3 separate regions of the Sus scrofa genome follow, and regions 1 and 2 are each linked to region 3. The links are chromatin contacts, called in public Hi-C and HiChIP or PLAC-seq maps. All regions are on one chromosome and are shown on one strand. Each heading gives the region's core, a stretch centred on a gene start, on an enhancer-like site or on the middle of the called end of the contact. The rest is flanking DNA. Distances are from core to core; before and after follow the strand shown. Region 1 holds the start of CPOX (coproporphyrinogen oxidase). Region 2 overlaps DCBLD2 (discoidin, CUB and LCCL domain-containing protein 2). Region 3 holds the start of ST3GAL6 (type 2 lactosamine alpha-2,3-sialyltransferase).

Region 1 (4,824 bases), core at 1,410-3,909, 110 kb after region 3:
TCTGAGCATCTGACAGTTTCTTCTGCTCAGACTACTCTCTGTTCTGTCATTCTATATACATTCAGAGCCAACCACATGCCAGGCACTGTGGTAGGTGCTGGGGATACAAAGACCCTGATCTCATGAAGCTCAAGGTATAGGGGGGCAGACAGACATGTTGTCTGTGGGACAAGTGTTTAGGTAGGGGCAAACTCAGGGGAAAGGCACACGAGGTTGGCAAGGTAGAGAAAGGTTGGCAGGAATAGAATTAGGAGTGACCAAGTGATTGTGGGCAGGTGCACAGGCCTTGGACCCAGGATGCAGCGAGGGTATCCCTGCTGGAGTTGAGGCCCCCAGCTGCCCTGTGTATCTCTCTTCTCTGAACACAAACATCACCTGCCCTTCATCTCCTCTCTTATACCTTGAGGTTTTCTTTCCTCTCTCTTTCTTTTTCCTTCCTTCCTTCCTTCCTTCCTTCCTTCCTTCCTTCCTTCCTTCCTTCCTTCCTTTCTTTCTTTCTTTCTTTCTTTCTTTCTTTCATTCATCTTTTTAGGGCCACACTCATGACATATGGAGGCTCCCAGGCCAGGGATAAAATCCGAGCTGTAGCCACCAGCCTATACCACAACCACACAACGCCAGATCCCAGCTGTGTCTGCAACCTACGCCACAGCTCAGGGCAATGCCGGATCCTTAACTCACTGAGCGAGGCCAAGGACTGAACCCGCAATCTTATGGATGCTAGTAGGGTTCGGTAACTGCTGAGCCATGATGGTGGGAACTCCAGGTATTCTTTTCAATGGTCTAGATTAGTCAAGAAGGGTTGATGCTCAACTAACATTCTTTCTTTCTTCCTCTCCTTCCCTCCCTTCCTTCTTCCTTCCTTCCTTTTCTCTTTCTTCAGTCGCCTCTGCAGCATATGGAAGTTCCTAGACCAGGGGTCAAATCACAGCTACAGCTGCTGGCCTATGCCACAGCCACAGTAACAAGATATCTGAGCCACATCTATAGCCTATGTTGCTTGTGGCAATGACGGATACTTAACTACCGAGGGAGGCCAGGGATCCAACTCACATCCTCACAGACACTATATCAGGTTCTCAGCCCCTTGAGTCACAAAGGGAACTCCTTTTTCTTCCCCTACTTAATGTTTCTTTATTCCTCTCCCAAAGAACTCCCAGACCCTCCCTCACTTTGTTGAAGGCTGAACCTTCTCCAGGTTGCTCAGTTCTGGTGTCTCCCCTGCCAAAGGAACTGCCAGGCTTCTGGGCTGGGTTTGGTCCCCTCTTAGTGCTCACTCAGTCCCCACATTCCTTGCAGTGGCCACATTCTAGAATGGTAGTTTTTATATTTCCTTTGCCAACTCAGTCTCACAGGTAAAGCATCCTCCAAAGCAGTTTAATCACTTCTTAATCTAAGCTTTTACCATTTACTGAATCTCTAGAGAGTTAGGCTTGCCCACCCAGCTAACACTCTGCTCCCATGTGAGAGCTGCCAGATGCTGCTGTAATTGGATAAAATACACTGCCCTAAACAACTGGTCAAACATGTAGCCATGGAAGTTCCATAATTACATCTAGCCACTAAGAAAAAGCTTGTAGAAACTACCACTGGTGGCTTAAATAATTATCTGCTGCTTGAAATGAAAATCATCCTGGAGATTTAAGGGACAAAGGAGCCCATGACAATTGTTCTTACACTCATATGCAGACAACATGGAACTGTGGTACGGTTACAGGGGAAAAAAACAACAACAACTATGAAATCTATGTTAGCTTCGTTTCTCATTTCTTTAAAAGCATGTGTGTGTGTGTGTGCGCGTGCGTGTGCGCGCGCGCCTGCGCTCATGTGTTTTGGGGAATAAGGAGGAGTGTGTCCTGCCTAGTTTACAGGAGTTATTGGGAGTATTAAACGTGAGATATATTTGGCAGCACCCTACAACTGCAGGATGATAAATATTTTAAAGTTTCTTATTCCTCGATCACCCAAATACAACAGGTCATGAGTTTTATGCTGGTTTAGAAAAACACTTTTGCTTTTCCTATTGCTAGAACAATCAATTGTACACTGTAGGAGCAAGGCCTGGGAAGATTTTAATGATAGAAATGTGCTATGGTGTTGATCGCAGAAAATCTTTTCCTAGGATTTTCTTAGGACCATTTTCATTAGCTTTTCTGACTCCTTTGAAAAACTAGCCCATAGGTTAGGAGTTTCCCAGGCTCCGCCCCCACCAATCCTACCAATTTTAGAAGATTTAGAGGACTGGATCCGGGACCTTCTATACATAAAAAGAACCAGAATTTGCAATGCTGTTTAAAAGTTGTAAGTCAGGGCAGGAGTCTCTGGGCATATTTCTGCCCAGGTTAGTCCTCAGTCCGTCCAGCCCTACTTTGCCTTCTCCCTGTGGCTGGCTGAACCACAGACCAGAGGTTGTACGTGACAAGAAGGCTTCTTTTATCTCTTCCAGCGCTTCCACGGCCCTCTCCTACCACCGCCACCCGGTTCTCTTCCCGTGGGACCCGCCCTTCTGGCGGCGGTGGATTCTTTTATCTCCCGGGTGCGCCCCTGCAGGCGGCGATAGGAGACAGAACTACAGCTCCCGGCATCCCCCGCCTCCCGCCTGCCGCTGGCAAGCCGACCCGGTAGTAGCTCTTCTCCCGCAAAAGTTCCTTCACCCGGCGCTGCTCGCTCTTTAGGACCCCAGGGAGCACAAGGGCCGCTCTCTGGGAGGCGGGCACTGTCCGGGGTGACAGCGCGGGAGCGGGGCTATGCACTTGGGCGGGCTGAGCGCGGGCCCCTGCTGGCGTGCGGCGCGTGCCGGCTGCGGAGAGCTAAGCGCTTGGTCCCGGCGCTATGCTGTGGGACGCCTCTGCCGGCCGCCTGGCACCACTTGCCCCCAGCAGAGCCGCGGGCTGGGGCACGGCCCCACGACGGGAGGCAGCCCCCGGCTGAGGACCGGGGTGGCGGCGGGGCTAGCGGGGCTGGCAGGGCTGGCCGCTGCCGCCTTCGGGCAGGTGGAGCGTGCGGAGATGGTGCGCAAGAGCTCGGGGACGCCGAGCACCTTGCCCGGGAAACCGGAGGAAGACGACGACGAACTAGCCCGCCGCTGCAGCTGCTTCATGGCCCCGCCTGTGACTGACCTGAGCGAGCTGCGGACTAGGCCGGAGGACATGAAAACCAAGATGGAGCTGTTGATACTGGAGACCCAGGCCCAGGTGTGCCAGGCGTTGGCACAGGTGGATGGGGGTGCCCGCTTCTCTGTGGATCGGTGGGAGAGGAAAGAAGGTGAGGAGGTCGGCCCCTAGAGGGAGGTGGAGATAGGGAAAAGAGGTCAGGCTGGTAGTAAATGACTCAGAATAGGGGATGGAAGTAAGGAAAGGGTACCTGTAACAGCCTTTGCTGGGTTAAAAGGGACACAGTTAAAAAGACTGACACTGACAGGGTCATCAGCCCTCAGCTTGGATTTGTGGACCTAGATCGGCTGTCACTCTAGTACTGGACATTTTTTAAATCTTCTCAATTTTATAATGGCATTTTCCGTAGAAATCAGTAGGTCGCTTTTAGCCAACAAACTTGGATGTCCTAGGTTGTAATTGAGCATAGATTTTTTTTCACATTTCATCTGCTTCTCTGGGTGCGTTTACCCTATCTCCTTTGGAGCTGGGAAAAAAAAAAAAAAAGCTAGCTCCTCTTTACTAAGTGTAAGCCGGTCTCTGGTCTCCTCCAGCTGAGGGAGTTACTGTGTCCTTATGTCCTTTCCCCAGGTTGTGCAAGAAGTATTTGATTCAGCTTGTCAGTAGTTCTGCCAGATGCGCCATCAGATTGCCTGCCAGGAAAATCTTTACCTCCACTGGCAAAATACTTCAGTATTAAAACCAAGTTTTTACAGAGTCCTATATTCATGACCATGTTATTGCCTATGCAGTGGAACCCTACATCTTGGTCATAAATTTAAAGTATTTCTGATTCTTCTTACCTGGGAATACTAACAACAACTTCTCATTAGCTGATTTTGGGCTGTGATATGCCACATTTATTTTATTATTTTATTTTTTTTTGCTTTTTAGGGCTGCACCTGTGGCATATGGAGGTTCCCAGGCTAGAGGTTGAATCGGAGCTGCCACTGCTGGTTTACACCTCAGCTGCAGCAATGTGGAATCTGACCCGAGTCTTCAACCTACCCCACAGCTCATGGCAATGCCGGATCCTTAACCCACTGAGCAAGGCCAGAGATTGAACCCGCATCTTCATGGATACTAGTTGGGTTTGTTAATGCTGAGCCACAATGGGAACTCCCCAAACATTTATTTTAAATGAAATTAAATCTGGTTTTCCATTTTGTAATATTTTTAAGACTGTTGAACCAATTCACAACTGTAAATACTAGACTAGCTGTGTGACCTTCAGCAGTTACTTTTTTTGTGCCTGTTTCCTCATCTATGAAATGAGATTATGAATAATGCATAAATGTATTCTAGGAATAAAATAAGATGAATATATGTGAAGTACTGAAAATTGTTTGACACTTAGAATGCATTGAGACAATAGTTTGGGCCACTTGCTAGCTGTGTGTTTTTGGAGGTGTTTTGCTTTTTGGTGCCTGTTTTCTCATTTGAAATATACAGGTGTTGTACTGGATCATCTTATGTCCCATCCAGCTCTAAAAATTCTTAGAAATAAAATAAGCCAGACATGAAGTTTCATGAAACAACTGCTCTTGTGCTAACTCTAATGTCTTAAAAAACAAACAATCATCTAAAGTGCAGATACTTAAATGTTAATGTGTGTCTCACTCAGTTTAAGCTTCTGAACCCCTTAAGCATTCAAATATTTACTGTTTTTTAA
Region 2 (4,618 bases), core at 606-3,105, 69 kb before region 3:
ATTATAAACACAGAAAGTAGAATGGTGAGTTCCAGGGGCTGGCAAAAAAGAGAATCAGGAGTACTAGGTATGGATTTTAGTTCTACAAGAAGAAGAGAGTTATGAGATGGATGTTGGTGATGCCTGCACAACAGTATTAATATAGTTGATATCACTGAACTATTTGCTCATAAATGGTTAAGATAGATTTTATATCAGGTGTATTTTACCACAATAAAAAAAAAAAAGCTTGAACATAAAGGCTAGTTTGTGTAGACATTTGTTATAGAAATGGCTTAAACACAACCAGATTTCTCCCTTCATATACTATTGCTGTTTCAGACATAGCTTTTCATTAATTCTCTTTTGCTTATGATCACAATGAAGGCTGGTGGAAAGGAATGAAGCAGTTTCTCCCTGCCAGATCAGTGGAGCATGAGGAAACCCCAGTCCGCTACAGCAGTAGTGAAGTGAATCACTTGAGTCCAAGGGAAGTCACCACAGTGCTGCAGACGGACTCTGCAGGTAATGAGTGGCAGCTCTGGAGCCACGGGTGGAGGGAGGAAAATGCTATACTTGCTATAAGTGCTTTGGGATTTAACAGTATCTTTCATCTTTTTCATGATGAGCTAGTTTTCCAAAGGTAGAACCACTTTTTAAAAGCTCATCAAGAGTCATTTGTGTTTTAGATATTCTATCCATAAATTTGGGATATTAATTTCTAAAAACTTAGGGCACTTTGTTTACCTGGAATTTCATGTTTTTGGGGGGGAATTGGGGGTATTAAAAAGGCAGCAGGAAAGACACAGTGGGCCTTACAGTAATTCCCTATTGACCCTAGGGAATTCCCTATTAAATACATATTTTAAGTATTTTCTAGTATTTGAAAAGGAAAAAAAAAATCTGTGAAATGATTTTCCAAGACTAGCATTATTCCAAATACTAGTATTTGAATATTTACTACTATTCTAATACTAGTGTATATTAGAATATTTATTTTCCAATGAAATATTATCTGAAGAACATATGCGAACACTCTTTATGCAAAACCACATGAATGACGCTTTCTGGCACATCTACAAGATAACATCTTTCATTTTAATTTTTTAAGTTGGTTCTTACTGGAAAATCCATAGGTCTCTATTGATAGCAAACACTCCATAAAGTGTTTGCTTTGGTATAAGCCTTCAGCTGCCATCCTCAATTGTAAGATCCCTGCGTTAATGACGTGACATTTCTGTTGTCTGTGTTTTGTGACTTCCACAGAGTATGCACAGCCACTTGTGGGAGGAATTGTTGGCACACTCCATCAGAGATCCACCTTTAAACCAGAAGAAGGAAAAGAAGCCGGGTATGCTGACCTAGATCCTTACAGCTCTCCTGTGCAAGAAGTTTATCATGCCTATGCTGAACCACTCCCAATCACTGGGCCTGAGTACGCCACCCCAATTGTCATGGATATGTCCGGGCACCCCACAGGTTCAGTTGGTCTGCCCTCAACGTCCACTTTCAAAGCCACAGGAAACCAGCCTCCTGCTTTAGTGGGAACATACAACACTCTTCTCTCCAGGACTGATAGCTGCTCTTCAGCCCGGGCCCAGTATGATACCCCAAAAGGTGGGAAGCCAGGCCCAAGTGCCCCCGATGAATTGGTGTACCAGGTACCACAGAGCACACAGGAGGTGGCAGGAGCGGGGAGGGATGGTGAATGTGATGTCTTTAAGGAAATCCTTTGAAGGTGATGCTGCTTTTTACAAAGCATCATTTTAAAGCACATGGCCTTTTTTATTGTGTTAGTGGTAGTAATATATAGAACGTGTTACATGATCTGTCACGGATGTGCTTGGGGGAAGCGTGAGGACCGAGGTACAGGAAGCTACTCATCTTGCTTTAAAAGTGTCATCATGGCACAGTTACCACTTGCTTGTTAAATTTCAGACTTCCTGTTTGTTACTACTGTAAAACATGATTTTAATACAGAAAAAGCTCCCTACTATGCACTTCAAGAGAATTAAAAATCACTGAGTATTTATTACCAATGCTGCAGGTACATTATGAACTCAAGATGGCTCTGTAAGCCTTTCTGGCAATAAGCATGGTACTCTTCGTAAAATGTCTAATGGCTTGAAATTCTGCTCTTTGTGAAAGGTGGGTACTATCATGATTTCTTCCTCTTCTCTTCCCATATTGCATTCTGGATTAAAAAATCAGCAATACAATCATTGTTTTGATTATAGTCATATACACTTAGCCATCTTTGCTTAGGAAGATCTGTACTGGGAAACTGACCTCTAATGAGGAGGGTGGTTTTTCACTTTCTGACACGGCTAAGAGCTTTAACCCTTCATCATCCATGACCTGGTCTCATCCCTCCTTGTTTTACCTGGGGCCCGTGGTGGCCAGCCCCACTCTTCTGTTTATAAATGCTTGAGTGTTGTTTTCATGGGTGATCCTTGCTTTATCAGCCTCATTATTTCAGATCCCCTAATGTTTCTGAGGGGAAACAGAACAACTCTACAAATTTAAAAAAAAAAAAAAAAGCTATACAGGAGATTCTCCACCCCCAACTTTATTTGCAGTGGAATTTTTCCAGAGAGGGTTGTGGAACGCTGAGGGCTTCTAACTGAACACTGTAAACAGTACACACTTAAAATATCGTGGTGAAAGGCAAAGTCATTCCTGAGAAGTCCTATAAATTACCTTCCCCCGCAAAAAAGGTAGCCAGAATTTGCCCTCTTTGGTTTTACATTTATAGATTTTTCTTCGAATCTCAAGGTGTTGTTTTTAGTCAAATGAAGAAACATTTGTTTTCCACAGTAAACTAATGTAAGAAATATAAACCTAGCATGTATTCTTCAGCTCTGTGGAGGCAGGAGTCATCCTTTACATTGTACCTGAGGAACAAATGTTTGAGCATCCTAGCCGTGGAAAATTCCTGTCTTGTTTTTGATGCCCCTGGGCAACTTCTTTGTCACTTTTTGCCCAGAACTTGTTTCAGATGGCTGAAATAGAAAGTGTCTGCAGTTTACCAGCCTTAGTGTAAAAAACCATCTTTAAAAGCCTTTAGGAATTCCCATCGTGTCTCAGTGGTTAACAAACTCAAGTAGTATCCATGAGGACCCAGGTTCAATCCCTGGCCTTGCTCAGTGGGTTAAGGATCTGGCGTTGCCATGAGCTGTGGTGTAGGTCACAGAGGTGGCTCAGATCTGGCATTGCTGTTACTGTAGCATAGGCTAGCAGCTATAGCTCTGATTCACCCCCTAGCCTGGGAACCTCCATATGCCTCAGGTGCGGCCCTAAAAAGACAAAAGACCAAAATAAAATAAGTAAGTCTTTAGACTGGTAAATTAATATGAGAAATCATATGATTAAAATATATGAACTTGGCATCTGTTCTTCTATCAACCTTATTTTGTAGACTTAAACGTTGAAATGTACTTCCCCATCAGGTTCTAGTCATTTCCTGTAGCCTGCACCACCAGGTGATGTTGCCAGAAGTGGCTAAATTTGACTGCAGATCTACAGTGTTCATTTTACTTCCATGAGTGTGCGCCACTATGATAAAACATTGCTTCAAAACAGAACTGCTTATTTCCATAGCCTCCCTGCCTTGTGGTTGTATGATTTTGTTGGTCTTACATTTTTGTTTGCTTTTCCTTTTTCTGACAAACTTTGAGGCATAATTCACTGAAAAACCGATATGCATATCTTTATAAAAACAGATATGAATGTGTAAAGCACATATATTAATGCAGTCATCCCTTTTCAGGTGGGAAGAGTAAACCAGTTGCTTTATTTTTTATTCATCCTTAGTACACAAAAATATACTTTTTCTCAAATCATACACCTGTTTGAAGCTTTAAGAGAAGTAACTTCAGTAACTTTCATTTTTCCACAAATGCTTGCTATTTTGTGTAATTGTGTGCACCTGATTGTTTTCCCACGGAACTTTTTTTGAGAAGCAGATGTTTTCTTATGTATATTTTAAGACTTGATTCTTTTATCGCCACTGTGCTGTCCTTGAACTACCAATGGTTTTTATAAAATATTTAGTTTTTACTGCTATTATATATTTTACTTTCCATATGAAGAGCTGAGCCGGATACAAAGTTCTGGTTTTGTACTTTTTAATTCATTTGTTTTCATATTAAAGGGTTTTTTTGTTTTATTTCTTTTTTGGCTGCCCCATGGTCTGTGGATCTCCCGGGCCATGGATCAGATCCGAGCTGCAGTTGCAGCAGCACCGGATCCTTTAACCCACTGTGCATCCGGATAGTGCAGAGACACCACTGATCTGCTGCATCACAGCAAGAACTCCTGTTTGGGGATTTTTTTTTTTTTTAACATTAATATGTCTGATATATATACAGTTTTGGAGACAATCAAGTAACAACTGAAAATGTGAAAGTAACCATTTTTTACAAAATTCCCTTGTATTTTTATCTTTGCTTGAAACATGTAAAAAGATTTAAGTCACTGTTGTTTATTGGATTATATTTTTTTCCTGTTAATGCAGTTATAAAAATAGAATCAGACAATGGATGCAGGAAATGTGGTCCTTTCATAAAATTACACTGACTTCCCTGTTACTTGATCTTAGGAACCAGTACAGTTAAAGATAAGATATTGTGAATGCTGA
Region 3 (4,850 bases), core at 1,218-3,717:
AGCGTAGGCTGGCAGCTACAGCTCTGATTTGACCCCTAGCCTGGGAATCTGCATATGCCATGGGTGCGTCCCTAAAAACACAAAATAAAATAAAGTGCCCCTGAACCAATTAGCCTTTTTCCGAGACACAACCTAGATAACAATCTGAATAGTTCTTTTGCAGTTCTCGGTATGAAAAGCAGTGGTTGGTGAGGCGAAAAGGAAGCGACAACAAATCAATTTACAAATATCAAATCAGCATGCTTTCAAATGGAAAATAGCCTAGCAGCCTGACCAGATCCTCCCAAATATTTAACATCCCCATGTAAATAAAAAGATAATTTCTGGGTCTGCAGCTGGGAGAAAAAGTTTTAAGTTTGGAAAGTCAAATGTCCAAGCTAGCCTTATAAAAGCGGGGCATCAGAGATCTGAAGATTAGTGTGACCATGGGGCCAGAAGACGAGGAGCTTCTGGCAGGTTATGTTTCCTTAAATATCTACCTAATTATAGTCCTCAGCCGGCGTTCCTCTTAAAGCAAGTGTGACTTTTTTGAGTTTAGAATCTGCGCCTTATGTAGTTCCTGATTTGTTGGCACTCAAGATATTTTTCTCATCCCCAGTCCCAAGGGCTGTTTTAAAACATCGTCTTTGAACAACCGCTACCCTACGCCCGTCCCTAACCCCTCTCGCTGCACTTTTCTACTTAAGACTCCGTCTCCCCACCCCCGCGAAGGTGCTTTGGGTTTGTTTTTAAGTTTCTGAAAATAATCTCTTTTTATAGATTTTCCTTTAAGTCAAAATAGTAGCACAAAAGCGGCTGAGATCGCCAGGGAGCTCGGGAGCAGTTGGCCTCAAAACCGCAAGTTTCTTTTCCTCGATCTTGAAACCTAACGGCAACCCAGCTCCAGCAATTTTCTCACCGCCGCCCTGTCCTTCAAAATGCCTTGAAGCTGGTTTTGCTAGGTCTAGTTCCACCGTAGCGGCAAGAAAGGTTTCTTGGAAAAAATTTTAAGGTAAAGCGAGAGAAACTTCCATATCTGTCGCCCCTGCTCGAGTACAGACCCTTTTACACGGAAACGACAGTGAGCGAGGAGCCCGTCACCCCCGTGGGCCTCACCCAAGCGCCCAGTGTCCCTCCGGCCCTTCCGGGGCGAGCACCCGCGCCTGCGGGGCGAGCGCACGCAGGCTCCTGGGATTGGAAGCGTGCCTAGAGAGGCAGTAAGCTCAGCGCGCCCTCCACCCCGACCCTCAGTCGAAGAGGCTGCGAAGCCCGCGGGTCTCCCCGCACCCCAACCTCCCTTCCCCGGAGATGCAAATCCGCAGCAAAGAGGACCGGAGAGAGTTACCCGCCGAGGCCTAGGCGCGAAGACCACAGAAACGCCCCGGACTCCCGGGCCGGGGGCCCTCTGCTTTCGACGCGCCCGCCGCCGCTCTCTCCAGCCAGCTGCTGCCTCTCCCTCGGCGCCTGCAGCATCGGGCCGCCGAAGCCCGCGGCTGGCGGAACTGGAGGAAGGTGGCGCGGCTCAGGGGCGGCACAGGGAGGAATCAGTCTCCTTGGACCCTGCCGGGAAGCAGGGAAGGATGCAGCGCCGCCCGGAGTCCGAGGCGCCCACCAGCGCGTGCGCTGCCCGCAGCTCCTGGCTCTCGATCCAGTCAAAAGCGTGGAAAGCCTCGGGAGCCGCGGGGAAGCTCCTCCTGCTGGGCGGCTGGCGCCAGATGCGTGGTGGCCGTGGCCGCCCGCAAGTTGGCTGAGGAAGGTGCAATGCGGAGGGAGGCGTTGGGGCGCCGGGGCAGGCGAGGCAGGAGCGCGGCCAAGCTCCTACCTTTCCGGCTGGGCAGACTCCCGCCGCGCGCCCTCTCCTGGAGTCCGGGACAGGAAAATCACCACGAGGGGAGGGCAGGGAAAAAGCGGCGGGTGGCTTCAGGACAAGGTAGGAGGATCAAGTTGCACAGCCTAGGAGACTCTGCCATCCCTCCTAGATTTGTTTGGAAGGCTGCAGAGACCAAAGCTAGGGGCAGCTCAGGTACCTCCCCCCGCCCCACCCGGCTGGCAGGCAGCACAAGTAAACACTTTTGCTTGACTCTCTGTGGACTTTGGTGACACCAGGAGGGGCAAGGCGGTTTGGTCCCCAGCAGAAAGGGAGGGGGCGGTCAGAGAGATCCGTGTTTCTGGGATCTGCCCTTTCAAGGACAAATGTATTAGTGCTTTTTTCTCTTTTGGCGGAAACATTACTGTAGGGAGTAGAACCAAGGTGAGATGTGCATTTTCTTCTCTTGTTAAAGTTGGTCTTCCTTGATAAAAGCATATATTAATAATGACTTCATACTTGGATAGCTGTGAATACTTTTTAAATTTCAGTGTTTGTGAAATAACTCGCTGTTTAGTAACATTCAACTAGTAACTCCAGACTTTGAGCACTGAACATCATCATCACATTCTGTCAGATGACTCCAGGAAGAAGAGCCACAGATTTGGGTGCAATTCAAAGTAAGTAATGTGGAGTTCCCCTTGAGGTGCAGCGGAAACAAATCCGACTAGGAACATGAGGTTGTGGGTTTGATCCCTGGCCTCACTCAGTGGGTTAAGGCTCTGACTCTTGCCGTGAGCTGTGGTATAGGTCACAGAGGTGGCTCGGATCTGGTGTTGCTGTGGCTGTGGCATAGGCCAGCAGCTGTAGCTCCGAATAGACCCCTATCCTGGGAACTTCCATATTCCCTGGGTGCAACCCTAAAAAGACCAAAAAAGGGAGTTCCCGTTGTGGTGCAGCGGTAACAAACCCAACTAGTATCCATGAGGATGCGGGTTCGATCCCTGGCCTTGCTCAGTGGGTTAAGGATCTGGCATTGCTGTGAGCTGTGGTGTAGGTTGCAGACATGGCTCAGATCTGGTTTTGCTGTGGCTCTGGTGTAGGCCAGCAGCTACAGCTCCAATTCGACCCCTAGCCTGGGAACCTCCATATGCCACAGGAGTGGCCCAAAGAAATAGCAAAAAAAAAAAAAAAAAAAAAAAAGACCAAAAAAAAGTGAGTAATGTGTCACCACTTCATCTGTGATGGACCTTGTGGTGTTTGTGTTAATTTTGACAACAGCCCTAGGAGCACTTGTTATTTTCCCAGGTCTACTATCAAAAAATTCAGAGGGTCCAGAAATCCCTATCATTTCCTTTTCTACAAATTGCCTCTGATGGAACCCACACAGATTTTGCAGTTTTAAACATGGTTCCTGAGACATCAGAGTAGTGAAAAGTGTTTATGGAATTTGTCTATTTGGGCCCATTTTTCTTGAGGTTACTTTGCTCTTTTAGGTTCTCCTAAGTTTATTATTCTTCTCTTGTTCAGGATTTTCTTTCTTTCTTTCTTTCTTTCTTTCTTTCTTTCTTTCTTTCTTTCTTTCTTTCTTTCTTTTTTTGTCTTTTAGGGCCACACCCGAGGCATATGGAGGTTCCCAGGCTAGGGGGTCAAATCAGAGCTGTAGCTGCTGGCCTATGCCACAGCCACAGCAATGCCAGATCCTTAACCCACTAGCAAGACAAGGGATCGAATCTGTGTCCTCATGCTCAGATTCATTTCTGCTGAGCCATGACAGGAACTCCAGTTCATGATTTTCAGAATTAAACACAAATTAAACCTCCTCTCCTCTAGCTTTCCTAAGACTTTTGGATCTATACAGTCATACGCAAAGGGGAAAGTCCCTCCAATTTTCTTAGGTGACATTTGCACTTCTTCATAGTTGTAGTGTCCAAAAAGGCACTGTTCACCCTAACCTAGTTGAAATTCCATCTCCTCCACTGACCCACTGAGTGACCTTGAGCAAGTGACTTACCCCAGTGACTTCTTTTTGGTCTCCTCTAAAGTGAGATAATACATCCTCTTTTCAGGGGTGGTTAGGAGGATTAAAATAGACGGTGACAGAAAGAATTCTCGGTACAATGCTTATCGCAAAACCCATCAATTCAGAAAGAATATTAACTACCAGTCATTTCCTACCATGAGTCAACTCTCCTGCATGCATTCGTATGTGTTCCTATCACCCATCCTGGAGTCAGGAGGTGAAATAAGGTACCTAAGGTCACACTCCCTATTTTGCAGTGTGATTCAAATGAAAGTGCCTGGAACCCAAATCAGTTTTCTCTCCAGAATGTCATACAACTATGTAACCATCTGTGGCAGGGGCTTTTGACCTGTGAAAATATTTTTTTTATTTTAATTCAGGATACATTATTACATGGGTACATGATTGCAACTAAGTAAAAAGTTTGAATTCTTGTGGAAGGTAATAAAGAATTAAGCAGCATAATGAGATTATAAATTTGTAGCCCTCTCTGGGATACTGTTTTTGGTAATGAGAGGGGAGTGTTTTCCACAATATAAATTTTTAACTCAGCCTTTGTGGAAGTAAGAGGCTATTGGAACATGCAGACTTTTAAAGTTCCCTTAATCATAGTATTTTGGCAGTGTACATATAGGGCTGGCCCTATGTGCTAGGGTTTTTGGTTTTTGTTTGTTTGTTTGTTTGTTTGTTTCCCATTAAGGATGGTGCAGTCTCTTTGAATTAAAATGACCCTTTTTTCATGAGGTGGGTCCCAGGGTATCCCAGGTGAATGCCAGTTTTCTCCCACTACCTTGGAATGCAATTCACCACCCCTAGACTCAAGTCTAGAGTGAGGTTCAAGAAAGTAGTATTTTGGAGTTCCCTTTGTCGCTCAGCAGAAATGAATCTGACTAGCATCCATGAGGACGCAGGTTTGATCCTTGGCCTTGCTCAGTGGGTTAAGGATGTGGCGTTGCCATGAGCTGTGATGTAGGTTGCAGACTTGGCTTGGATTCCACCTTGCTGTGGCTTTGGTATAGGCCAGCAGCTACTGTTCCAACT

The links. Hi-C and Micro-C count contacts between places; a contact is called where the count stands out from the background. HiChIP or PLAC-seq counts read pairs in DNA pulled down with a chosen protein or histone mark.
Region 1: a contact with region 3 is called in an H3K27ac HiChIP or PLAC-seq map of skeletal muscle. The contact joins the promoter of CPOX here to the promoter of ST3GAL6 in region 3. A contact is called at or near these places in 2 of 5 promoter capture datasets (fetal liver and liver), 9 of 47 Hi-C or Micro-C datasets (brain, embryonic fibroblasts, epiblast stem cells and 5 more) and 2 of 2 datasets of contacts at active chromatin or transcription factors (alveolar macrophages and skeletal muscle).
Region 2: a contact with region 3 is called in a Hi-C map of embryonic fibroblasts, with 2.6 times the contacts expected there. The contact joins the enhancer-like site here to the promoter of ST3GAL6 in region 3. A contact is called at or near these places in 2 of 5 promoter capture datasets (fetal liver and liver), 23 of 47 Hi-C or Micro-C datasets (adipocytes, alveolar macrophages, blood and 12 more) and 2 of 2 datasets of contacts at active chromatin or transcription factors (alveolar macrophages and skeletal muscle).

What each region holds. Positions count from the first base shown.
Region 1 is chr13:160,329,777-160,334,600 of Sscrofa11.1, forward strand. It overlaps CPOX (coproporphyrinogen oxidase), which reads left to right and starts at 2,660. Exons shown (of 7, transcript NM_001243844.1): 1 at 2,660-3,264. The coding sequence starts at 2,748.
Region 2 is chr13:160,154,491-160,159,108 of Sscrofa11.1, forward strand. DCBLD2 (discoidin, CUB and LCCL domain-containing protein 2) reads left to right here. Exons shown (of 16, transcript XM_021070662.1): 15 at 367-504; 16 at 1,246-4,618. The coding sequence ends at 1,715. It overlaps ST3GAL6 (type 2 lactosamine alpha-2,3-sialyltransferase), which reads right to left. Exons shown (of 11, transcript XM_021070677.1): 11 at 3,748-4,618. Among named protein-coding and RNA genes, the nearest start is that of ST3GAL6, 69 kb to the right of the region's middle. Within about 2 kb of position 1,856, at least 5 of the 83 cell types and tissues checked have an H3K27ac peak or open chromatin away from gene starts, as enhancers often do.
Region 3 is chr13:160,222,870-160,227,719 of Sscrofa11.1, forward strand. It overlaps ST3GAL6 (type 2 lactosamine alpha-2,3-sialyltransferase), which reads right to left and starts at 2,468. Exons shown (of 11, transcript XM_021070677.1): 1 at 1,802-2,468.